Regions from separate parts of the Mus musculus genome. Here regions 1, 2 and 4 are each linked to region 3. Evidence: chromatin contacts called from public HiChIP or PLAC-seq and promoter capture Hi-C data. All regions are on one chromosome and are shown on one strand. The core of a region is the stretch at or near the end of the contact, and the rest is flanking DNA. Distances in the headings are between cores, read along the strand shown. Region 1 has its middle 17 kb from the start of Itm2b. Region 2 has its middle 32 kb from the start of Gm35450. Region 3 has its middle 19 kb from the start of Rcbtb2. Region 4 holds the start of Fndc3a (fibronectin type III domain containing 3A).

Region 1 (2,700 bases), core at 132-2,631, 280 kb after region 3:
TTGTGCTCTGTCATAGTGTGATGGGGCAGTGCACAAAGAGAGCAGGTGTGGATGAGAGACTGGGTCCCCTTCTCATCTTATGATGAGAAAATCATCATCCCCGCAATCCTGTGTCCATGACCTATAACCCCAGCTACATCCCTACCTCGCAATCCTGTGAAAAAAGGAAGTTGAAGATCGCTTCCCACACAGTAGCATTGGGGAGACACATCCCAACCTCCACAGAGAGCCAAGAGTTTCCTTGTGGCTTTGAAAACAGTCTTACTGCACTGCTGGTCCAAAGAATACTTTGCTTTGGTGGTAGATGGCACAGGAAGCCCTTTCCCCATCCCAGACCCTGCTGTCATCACACAGCATGTTGCTACAGGCTCCTGCTTCCCAGATAGCCCAACCCAGAGGTGAAGAGTGAACCTGAGCAGAGGGGCATCTGGTAGACAAGAGATTCTTGAACTTCATTAGGAAATTAGTCAAGATAGCCAGGAACAGAGATATGGCTGTAATCTTAGAACTCGGGAGGTTGGGGCAGGAAGAGCTCAGCTGGGGCTGCATAGTGAGCCTGTCTCAAGACCGAGAAGAAGAAACATTTACTTCAAGTGGAGCATAACGGGCACCAAGAGGTGTGTTTCCTTTACCAGCAACAATGTGTCATAGATAATGGTGTCCTTCCACTGAACTGGAAGACAGGGAAGGCTTCAGGAAATCAGCTACACTCTTCTTTTTCTCTTTTCTTTCTGTTCCATTTTGTTTTTTGTTTTTTGTTTTGTTTTTTCCATAACAGGGTTTCTCTGTATTGCTGGCTGTCCTGGAACTCACTCTGTAGACCAGGCTGGCCTACACCTCAGAGATCCTCCTGTCTCTCCCTCCCAAGTGCTAGAATTAAAGGCGTGCGCCACCACTGCCCAGCCATCTGCTACATTTTAAGCTTCCCGGTGTGTTGCTCTTCAGCACCATGACAGTTTTCTATCACTGCTCTAATAAATCATCATAAGTGTGGCTGGAAAAAAAAAAAACAGAGAGCTGTTCTTACAGAGTTGGGGGTGGGGGTGGGGGCACAGAAGTCACAACACTGTATCTCCCCTGAGATCAACATTTTGAAGGAACTGTGTTCCCTACAAATACTTCAGAAGTGAAGCTGTCCCTCCCTGCTTTCAGTTTCAGACAGCTGCTGACATTGTAGTTTGCGGCCATTTATTTACTTCTTGAAGCAAAGGCTCACGTAGCTAGGCTGGTCTTAAAGTCCTGATCTTCCTACCCCTGCTTCGCAGGCGTTGGGATAGCAAGCATGCAGCCCCACATCCTGCTGTCATTTCCAGTGTGTATGAACCCAAGTTCAGGTCCCTAGCTCACCACAAAGCCAGGGTGTGGCTGAGGAATTCCTTCACTAAGGAAGGTGGGGCCAAGAAGCCTAACCAAACCCCGTCAAGCTCCGGGTCCAGTGAATAACTCTGTCAGGGATAAGACAGAAAATGATTGAGCAGGATACCTGATGACCTCCTATGGCCTCCAAAGATCACCACCCCCATGAACACGTATATACAAATAGCACAGAGCAAACAATAACAGCAGCAACAACAAAAGCAGTACTGGGTTCTCAGTCATACCAAAAAGACAATAAAGAAAACTTGAATGTTTTGATGCAATTAAGGAGAAATCGGGTTGGAGAGACGAGTCAGCAGTTTACAGCCCATGCTGCTCTTGAGGTTCTGGGCTTGATTCCCAGAACCAACATGGTGTCTCACAACCATCTACACCTCCAGTTTCAGGGTGTCCGACACCCTCTTCTGACTTCTGCAGCCACCAGGCATGTACATGGTGCACATACATACGTGCAGGCCAAACATGCATACATACAAACTAAGTAAATCTAAAAAGACAAAAAGGAGAAAACATCAAATCTCTATTTTAGAGAATATGTATAAAATATGTAGCTGTTCAAATGGCTGAGTCTAGATTTTTAAATTTCTAAAATGATGCCCATGTGGGTGCAGGGTGGTGTATGCACATCAGTGCAGGTCCCCACGGAGGTCCGAAGAGAAGGTTGACTCCCTTGGAGCTAGCTACAGTCACAGATGCTTGTGGGCTGCTGGTGTTGGTGCTGGGAATGGACAGAGCTCAGGTCCTCAGGGTCCTTAGTTGCTGAGCCCTCTCTTCCCCAGCCCCAGAACAGCTAATGCTAGCAAGTTTTTTGTTTCTGTTTTTGTTTTTGCTTTTAGTAGCTACTCATTGGTCAAAATACTTTAGGTATATGTATTAATTACTTTTCTCAGGCAATGACAAAAAAAAAAAAAAAATACCTGGCACAAAACGGAGGGAAGGCGGAGTTTATTTGGCTCAGCCTCAGGATCTCGAGGCAGCTTCTGAATAGGCAGTTGGGAAGCAGAGAGCAAAGAAAGCTGGCACTCAGCTTACTTCCTCCTTCATTCAGTCCAACCCCTAGCCTGTGCTGCCATGTTTAGGGTGGGTCATTCCGAATTGCTCAACCCAACTTAGAGCCTCCCTCATGGACAGGCCTGGAGGTGTGATTCTAGAATCCCAGATGATCCTAGATCCTGTCAACTTGCCGATCAATACCAAATACCACAATCTATTAATACATTTAATTTTCATTTGATTCCCAGCGAATTGGTGACCATTATCATCTACATTCAACAGATAACCAGGTACTCATTAATCTATTTGCTGGTGACTGGCAGAGGTAGG
Region 2 (2,740 bases), core at 73-2,572, 320 kb after region 3:
TGTCTCTGTAACTCCTTCCATGGGTGATTGTTTCCAATTCTAAGAAGGGGCAAAGTGTCCACATTTTGGTCTTTGTTCTTCTTCAGTTTCATGTGTTTTGCAAATTGTACCTTATATCTCGCTATACTAAGTTTCTGGGCTAGTATCCACTTATCAGTGAGTACATATCATTTGAGTTCTTTTGTGATTGTGTTACCTCACTCAGGATGATACCCTCCAGGTCCAACCATTTGCCTAGGAATTTCACAAATTCATTCTTTTTAATAGCTGAGTAGTACTCCATTGTGTAAATGTACCACATTTTTGTATCCATTCCTCTGTTGAGGGGCATTTGGGTTCTTTCCAGCTTCTAGCTATTATAAATAAGGCTGCTATGAACATAGTGGAGCATGTGTCCTTCTTACTGGTTGGGACATCTTCTGGATATATGCCCAGGAGAGGTATTGCTGGATCCTCTGGTAGTACTATGTCCAATTTTCTGAGGAACCACCAGACTGATTTCCAGAGTGGTTGTACAAGCTTGCAATCCCACCAACAATGGAGGTGTTCCTCTTTCTCCACATCCTCGCCAGCATCTGCTGTCTTACACAACAGAAAAATGCAAGGCTGGTATGTGCCATTTACATGAAAAAGAACTCTTTCTGCTGCCTTGTGGGCTGCTCTGCTGGCCCTCAACCAGGTTAGCATGGGTCAGGGACCACAGAATTTCTCATGACAGTTGAGAAAGGAACTTACCCAATTTGTTGATTTCACTATTTCTTCTTTTTCTTCTTCTCTTCTTCTTCTTCTTCTTCTTCTTCTTCTTCTTCTTCTTCTTCTTCTTCTTCTTCTTCTTCTTCTTCTTCTTCTTCTTCTTCTTCTCCTCCTCCTCCTCCTCCTCCTCCTCTTCCCCCTCCTCCTCCTCCTCCTCCTCCTCCCCTCTCTCCTCTTCCTCCTTCTCTTCAAATGAGTCAAGATTTAAACTATTTTCAGGCCTCTGCTTTCAACAGAACTCTGGTGTGATAGTCTTGACTATTTCCTGTATCAGTTTTGCTATTACCCACATCTATCAGAATAATGAGCACATTCCATGTGAGTTTCTCAGTTTCTACTGAGAAAAATGATTGGGCCACTCTTTTTTTTTTTTTTTTTTTTTACAGAGAGCTAATCTTGAAATCAGAATCTGTAGGTAGTGGACCTTCAATGATCACTGTTTCAAATCGAGATGTGACTTTAAAAAAAAAAAAAAAAAAAAAGGAATTCCAGACAGCTGACTGTGGCCAACAGCAGCTGTGTCACATGCTGGTCTGAGGAAGTGGTCAGAGGGCAAGCAACTCTATATTGCATTTTCTTTGCAGAATGGAGCCCTCTGCAGCTGAGTGAACCCAGGGGCTGGACGTGCTCACCCTATGACTAACAAAAACACTTCCAGCGTTGGGGGCAGATGAGGAAGGCTTCACCAGCTGGGGCTGAGAAACAACTTGGGGGAAGTAACTTGTCCCTGTCCCCCACTGCTGCTGAACATGGGATGGAGCTGGAGATATCTTCCTGTTCATGCCTGCACTGCACACACTACCTTTGTGGGCCTGCGGAGGCTCTTTGCTCTTGGCAGGGTTCTTGGGGTTAGGTTTTACTTGATTTTTATCTATACAGCTTTTATTGAGATTTTTATAAAAATGGGTTTTAGTTGTATGCATGTCTGGTGGTGTGTGTGTGTGTGGTATGGTGTGTGTGTGTGTGTGGTATGGTGTGTATGTGGTGTGGTGTGTGTGTGTGTGTGTGTGTGTGTGTGTGTGTGATATGGTGTGTGTGTGTGTGGTATGGTGTGTGTGTGTGTGTGTGGTATGGTGTGTGTGTGTGTGGTGTGTGTGTGTGGGGTATGGTGTGTGTGTGTGTGTGTGTGTGTGCGTGTGTGTGTCCAGAAAAGCATAAAGGATCCCCTCGAGGTGGACTAGCAGGCGATTGTGAGCCACCATGTAATGGTAGGAACCAAAGTGAGGATCTCTGTAAGAGCAGTAATGGCTGTTAGCTGCCAAGTCATCTCTCCAGGGCCATGTATGCCCTAAAGGAGTGCAAGGGAGGCCAGCATGGAAGAAGGCAGGCACTTTGCTATTGTCCCAAGTCTATAGGATAACTCTGGGCTCTCTGTTAGACTCCATTCAAGGACTCATGGGTAGAATCTAAGTAGAGAACAAACTATGAAATTTCTAGCTACCAATTCCCCGTGTAAATTTGGCCAGGGCAGATGATCAGTTTGTTCTCTGCAAATCCCACGGAATGGAAATCTTGGGATTTTTCTTCTTTTTTTCCTGACTCCAAGGTCATCTATTTCTGCCCTTTAACACTTGCCAATGTCCCTGTGGTCCTTGACACCTGAGCACTGCCTCCTTCAGTCTCACTGTCATGTGACAGAGGTAAGGGACTAGTCTTTTTCTATTGCAGTCACTGACCCAACAACAACAACAATAACAATCCAACACTATGAAATAACTACATGGTTGAGCAAAATATAAAGCTGACATGGAAAGAAAATACAAAATGATTAAGTCACTGAAACACCATGCAAATTGCATCCTGATATGTTGTTGCCTTTTGAGTGAAGAGGAGAAAGGGATGGGGGGATTGCAACAGAGAAAAAAAGAGTGAAGGGCAAAGGGGTAGAGGAGCAAGGACTTATTTAATGGAGGAAAGTATCGGCGCTGACCCTGGTGCAGACCGTGCGTGGGGGCATTCTAAGCTTGGATTATTGTACACGTGTGTT
Region 3 (2,700 bases), core at 124-2,623:
GTGATACATTTGTTAGTTCCTCTTGTGGGACCTTCTTTAAAAGGTTCTCCTTTTTCTCTTACAGAGCACACTTCTAAGAAAAGCTTGCATTGCACAATTTGTTTTCAATTTCTTTCGCCTAAATAGGGGCTGGGGTAAAGTAACCCGCAAATGCAAGCTGCAGAGTCAGTATTTATAAAGCATCTCAAAGGGCCTCTTACCCTTGTCATAATAGAGCAGGTCAGGAACCCAAAGAGGAAGTAAAACAAAGACAAGGAAAGATGATCTTTTAAAATTGGAATATGCAATTTCCCATGCTCTCATTATCACTGTTTGCTGTGATAGCAGGATTTTTTTTTTCATGAGTTGTTACTGCCTGTGACCCAAGTAAAGGGGAAACATTCATTTATCAGTCTTTATTTCTGAATAAAATACTGTGGGCTAAATGTCTTTCTGCCTTTGCAGCCCTGAGTTGGTTTTCCGTTTCTGTCCAGGACCTGCAACTGTGTATCAGAGCTCCTCACCAGCACCTTTGTTTCAAGAGACCCAAAAGCAAACAGTGTGTATTGCTCGGCTTCTTGGTGAGTCACGCAGCTTATTAAAAGCATAGCAAGGCAAGCAAGGATGACTAATGAAACAAATACAAGAAGGTTTCTTGTTTTGTTTTGTTTTAATTAAAGAAAGTTTACTTGGCCCGATGTTAAGGTTCCTTTGGCTATACTTCTTACCAGTTTAAACGCTTGTATTTAAATATGATAATTACCTTTAAGCAATTAAAGCAATTCCAGTTTAGATACAAAGCAATCTGATACAAAGCTGAAGAGACAGCTCAGTCAGTCAAAAGTACAAAAGAGAAAGCTGACTTAGATCCCCAGAACCCATATTTAAGAAGGGGAAAACATTGGCTTGGTGGTCCATAGTGCTGGAGGTGGAGGGCAGATCTCTGGAGTTCAGTGGCCAGGAAGCCCAGCCTACTTAGTGAGTTCCAGGCCATTCAGAGACCCTATCTCAAATAAAAAGGAGGACAAAGCCAATGGTGGTCCTTTGGCCACCTCCATGTACGCGCGCGCGCACACACACATACACACACACACACACACACACCGAAGAATAGAATTGATAAATGAACAGAGACTAAAGGCATGAATACGTCTTGCTCAACTGTGGATCTGGAACCTGGGGATCGTTAGAACAGACAGGAATTTCAGAAATTTCATATACCAATCCGTATTTATTTATTTATTTATTTATTCATTTATTAACTAATAGAACGGAAACCACACCTGCAATCTCTCAGGCCACCTGAACAGGAAGCCACACGTCTGAATAAGTACTTCTGTTCCTACATCCTCTTCTCACATCTCGAGGGTGAGGAGTCTGAGGTTTCCTCCTCGGAGCTCAGTGCTTCCTGCAGATAACGTGCTAGATCTCCCATCAGCACGCACTGCCTTTTCTGCATGGATAACACTCAGCAAGAAGATGCCGATTAACCCAAACTCTGCTTGCAGTGGGTAACTTTCTAGCTTATCACCATCAGAGAGGGTTTGCTTAGAACAGCACAGTTATGTCCCAGAGGTCTGAGGCCATTTCCACGAACACTGGCTGGCTGGGCACCGAGGTCAGTGTCTGTCTAGATACATTTCCTGCAAGTTCTTTAACTCTGTCTCGTGATGTCAAAAACATCAGAGTAGCTGTGGTCCAATTGCTGCTTAAAGAGTCTGTAAATCCATAGATTTGGATGTTAATCTGGCTCGAGATCTGAGACACACAGTAACAATAACCTGAAAATAAAATCATGACTGTGTATTTATAGTGATTTTTACATATTTTTAGGTTAAATGTTACCATAAACAATGGAATCTACAAAAACAAAACAAAACAAAAAACCAACAGCACCATTTAAGGTTGGATTTCAAAGTCTTCAAGAAAGGAATAAACCAGGACAGTCATGGTTACTCTTTCGAGTCATCATTACACTTAAAATTCGACACAGTTCACCAAGTGAATCCTGGCTGATGAGGTGACTGTCTTACACTGTGAAGGCCCTGCATCCACTTGAAGAGAACAGCATCCAAAGGGGAACCGCACTTTACGGAGCCACCACAATGCTCCAGACACTGGAAGGGAACCCAGGGAGAGAGTCTTCCTGTGTGATTTCAGAGGCAGTAACAGGCTGGGTATTTCAGGGGACAAATAAGTAGAAACAACAAGATAACATTGAACCAAGAGACACTTCAGGATACGCTAAGGAGAAGCATGCTCATTAAACGTCTCAGGCTAATCACCGCTGCATTGCACCACCTAATGTTGTTGGGGCTATTAGAATTAATAATCATAATCATCATTTATTATGAGGGCAGCGTAGAGGGCAGTTTTGCAGCAGTGGGGAGATGAACAGATAGACTTGAAAGCAAATCTCCCCCGAGTCCTAGGATGCAGAGCAGACCAGCTCCAGGAACAAAGGTTTTAACTACTTCATTATTGTAAAATTACCACCTGACCACATGGAAGGCAAGGGTTTTCTTCCCAGCTCAGTTCCTGTAATTGAAGGAGATGACACTGATATATACAGCTGACTCTGGCGACTAGAACCAGGAGTATGTGCCAGTTGGGAGCTCAGACATACTAATATAGTTTTCTTTTTCAGAAGTAATCCCCCCAAACAAATTTATCTTGTCATTGTGCTAGTCAAAAAAATAAGACAAAAACAAGGTAAGACTA
Region 4 (2,726 bases), core at 16-2,515, 410 kb before region 3:
TTCAACTGCTCTTTCATTCTTACAACTCATCTTAGCCAAGAGGCTGAGAGGCGATGCTTATTTGCTTCTTACAACACGCACAAACTTGGGTTTCAAGAACTGAAACAGACCACAATAGGATGCAGCAACATCATTATGTGGCTCGGTGTTTTTTAAAGTCTACCCGTGAGCACTTCAAGATTATAATACAAAAAGAGGGAAAGCCTTGTCCGCCTGCCACTGTCAGTTAGTAGACGGACAGCCGAGAAGGTGCCCAAAGGAACTTACAGTCTCACTAAAATAAATAATCTCTAGCTCACCATCCTTAGCACCCTCAGCAATCTCTCTCTCTCTCTCCCTCCCTCTCTCTCTCTCTCTCTCTCTCTCTCTCTCTCTCTCTCTCACACACACACACACACACACACACACACGAATACCCCCCAATGCTTTTTATGAAAGGTGATAGTTTAATAAAACTACAATTACCTATCACACACGGTAAAAGCAGCAAGCGCTAGCGATCTGACGTCGAAATTACTCGCTCCTTTTCCTTCACCCAGCGCGTGCCGCCCTTTCCCAGAGTCGTGTCAAAAGTTCACCCACGCAGGCTGCCGAGCTGGGCGAGCACCGCAGCCTCCCTTCCTCCTCGCCACCGACCGAACAGGTGGTTGCCTTACCTGGGGAAGAGGAGCCGCCAGGCACCGGCTGCGGCGGCCGCCCGGGCGGCCAGGCAGGCGGGCGCAGACCCGAAGGGCGTGTTTTCGAGGATTTAACCCTCAGGTGCGCAGGCAGCGCTCCGCTGTCGCCGAGCCCCGGCAGGTGTCGCGCACGTCCCCGCCGCGTCCCGGGTCCGTCACCCCGCGGACGGCGCGGCCTCGCGTGGGGGCGTCGCCCGTCCGCCCGCCCTCCCCGACGGGCTCAGCCCTCCGGCGGCGCGGCCCGCAGCCCCAGCCTAACGGTTTCCCCGACGCGGGCTCCGGCGTCCCCCTGCCGGCTCTCACCTCCGAATCCCGCCGCTCCGAAGCGAAGGAAGGCGGATCCCCCACCCCGGGCGTCTCTCCTGCGAGGCTCCGGCTCGTCCTCTCACTCGCTTGGCGGTGGGCCGGGGCTCCCGCGGCCGCCGCTGCGCTGACTGCTGTGGAGGGGGGTTGTTGGGGAGGGGTGTTTCCCGGCAGTGACGGCGCCGCCGCCTCAGCCCCGCTCTTCGCTCCCTCTCCGCGTAGCTCCCGCTTTCTGTTTCACCCGAGGGACCGCGAATGCCGCCGCCGCCATGATTACTACGGAGCCGGGAGGAGGAGCCCGGAGTCGGCGCGCCCAGTGCGGCTGCGCGAGCCCCGCCGACGGCGCCCCCGGCCGCCTGGACCCGGAGCCCCCGCGCGCGCACACACACACACACACACACACACGAGCTCGAGCGCGCGCACCCGAACCCGCTCGCCCGCCGCCCCGCAAGCCGAGGCTTCCCGGGCCCGCAAGTGTGTGTGGCATGCGAGCTCCGGTGCCGCTCTCCCAGAGCCCGGGAACTGTGCGGATGATTGACGTATCCGGGGCCCCACACGCCATTCCGAATGCAGTTTAGAAAGCGCCCCCCACCCACCGCCCCCAGAGACGAACCGTGTCAGCCCCTCTCGGCAAGCCCCAGAACTTAGGATGCCGGCAGGTGCTTTTAGAGGCAAGCCCCGGACGGGGAAGCGCCCCGAAGTGGGCTCAGACCTTCCCACTCCCAGACGGTTAGAGCCCCGGCATTTTCTAGCACCCACGAAACAGATTTACGTCTTTCAGAAACGCACAGCTTAAAGGTTCTGGACTCGGACCAGCCGAATCTAGTGGAAACCCGTTACCTTGACGTCTGCCACCGCGGAGAGCGAAGCGGAGGCGGCGACAATTTCCTTAAGCCTCGAGCGATGGGGGGGCGGTGGGGGGGACGCTGCAGTAGCGCCTGAGGGCCGGCCCGGACTGCTTACTTTTGCAGTTTCACCGGAAGCCTTAGGGAGAGGGTCGTCTTTGGGAACCTGAGTCCTCCCCCTGTCCAGCCAAAACTGGTGACTGATGAAACCAGGTTCCACGTCTGACTTGTAGTTCAGTTTATTGGTTGCGCTGCGTTTTAAGGTGGCAATCTTTTTTTTTTTTTTAATCATTTGACAGAAATCTCTCGAAGATGTACGAATTTCTTACGTTCTTAAAAAAGAAAAAAACAAAACAGAACTGGATAATGAAATTCTTAGTGGATCATTGAATATCAAATAAGATACTCAGACAGTACCAAAGTCCCATGGGATTGCAGAGGTGTGCGCGAGTGTATAAAATCCCCACCTTGGTGCTGTTTTATTTGCAGTGTTCTTACTTTTCTTAAAGACCCCTCACTTGGCTTGTGTTCATCTGCCTGTACATCCACTTTAACCATTTCTATTTTCCTGTGGTGGTGTTTTTTAAGCCCCGCTTTCTTCCTTCTCCACCTACTTTTTGCTATGGCTGCAGGCAATGATTGATCCGATGTTTGTATCCACAGCTAGCTAATGAGAGGTTATTTTTCTTCCCGTCAACAAGTAGGATAGTGATTCTATCAAATTGCATCTTGAGATATTTGGGGGTTGGGGAGAGGGGGCAAAAGTCCTTTCCCTGAGAGAAATGTTTCATTTTCTTAACTTCCAGCTTTGGCCCTCTTCCAGACAAAATTACTGGAAAGCTGAGCTTGGAATAACAGAAGTATAACTGCTCATTGTTTTGCAATAGGAGAGTTTATATCT

The links. Promoter capture Hi-C pulls out the DNA fragments that hold promoters and counts their contacts. HiChIP or PLAC-seq counts read pairs in DNA pulled down with a chosen protein or histone mark. Capture Hi-C pulls out chosen DNA fragments and counts their contacts.
Region 1: a contact with region 3 is called in a FOXA1 HiChIP or PLAC-seq map of pancreatic cancer cells. The contact joins two enhancer-like sites. A contact is called at or near these places in 5 of 39 promoter capture datasets (the C10 cell line, the HPC-7 cell line, cranial neural crest and 1 more), 7 of 484 Hi-C or Micro-C datasets (CD4 T cells, the G1E-ER4 cell line, the MNK3 cell line and 1 more), 4 of 115 datasets of contacts at active chromatin or transcription factors (bone marrow-derived macrophages, large pre-B cells, pancreatic cancer cells and 1 more) and 2 of 9 other capture datasets (adipose tissue and liver).
Region 2: a promoter capture Hi-C map of adipose tissue shows a contact between it and region 3. The contact joins two enhancer-like sites. A contact is called at or near these places in 2 of 39 promoter capture datasets (the C10 cell line and pre-B cells), 3 of 484 Hi-C or Micro-C datasets (the Ba/F3 cell line, bone marrow-derived macrophages and uterus), 2 of 115 datasets of contacts at active chromatin or transcription factors (memory CD8 T cells and microglia) and 2 of 9 other capture datasets (adipose tissue and embryonic stem cells).
Region 4: a promoter capture Hi-C map of pre-B cells shows a contact between it and region 3. The contact joins the promoter of Fndc3a here to the enhancer-like site in region 3. A contact is called at or near these places in 11 of 39 promoter capture datasets (the 3T3-L1 cell line, the C10 cell line, the HPC-7 cell line and 6 more), 5 of 115 datasets of contacts at active chromatin or transcription factors (acute myeloid leukemia, bone marrow-derived macrophages, double positive thymocytes and 2 more) and 2 of 9 other capture datasets (adipose tissue and liver).

Annotation. Positions count from the first base shown.
Region 1 is chr14:73,401,145-73,403,844 of GRCm38.p6, forward strand. No RefSeq gene overlaps it. Among named protein-coding and RNA genes, the nearest start is that of Itm2b, 17 kb to the left of the region's middle. Within about 2 kb of position 1,382, at least 64 of the 459 cell types and tissues checked have an H3K27ac peak or open chromatin away from gene starts, as enhancers often do. A contact at or near this core is called in the G1E-ER4 cell line, adipose tissue, bone marrow-derived macrophages and 2 more, where this site is marked.
Region 2 is chr14:73,440,754-73,443,493 of GRCm38.p6, forward strand. No RefSeq gene overlaps it. Among named protein-coding and RNA genes, the nearest start is that of Gm35450, 32 kb to the right of the region's middle. Within about 2 kb of position 1,323, at least 124 of the 459 cell types and tissues checked have an H3K27ac peak or open chromatin away from gene starts, as enhancers often do. A contact at or near this core is called in the Ba/F3 cell line, adipose tissue, bone marrow-derived macrophages and 4 more, where this site is marked.
Region 3 is chr14:73,122,573-73,125,272 of GRCm38.p6, forward strand. No RefSeq gene overlaps it. Among named protein-coding and RNA genes, the nearest start is that of Rcbtb2, 19 kb to the right of the region's middle. Within about 2 kb of position 1,374, at least 146 of the 459 cell types and tissues checked have an H3K27ac peak or open chromatin away from gene starts, as enhancers often do. A contact at or near this core is called in the Ba/F3 cell line, the G1E-ER4 cell line, the HPC-7 cell line and 10 more, where this site is marked.
Region 4 is chr14:72,708,738-72,711,463 of GRCm38.p6, forward strand. Fndc3a (fibronectin type III domain containing 3A) reads right to left here and starts at 1,266. Exons shown (of 26, transcript NM_207636.2): 1 at 981-1,266.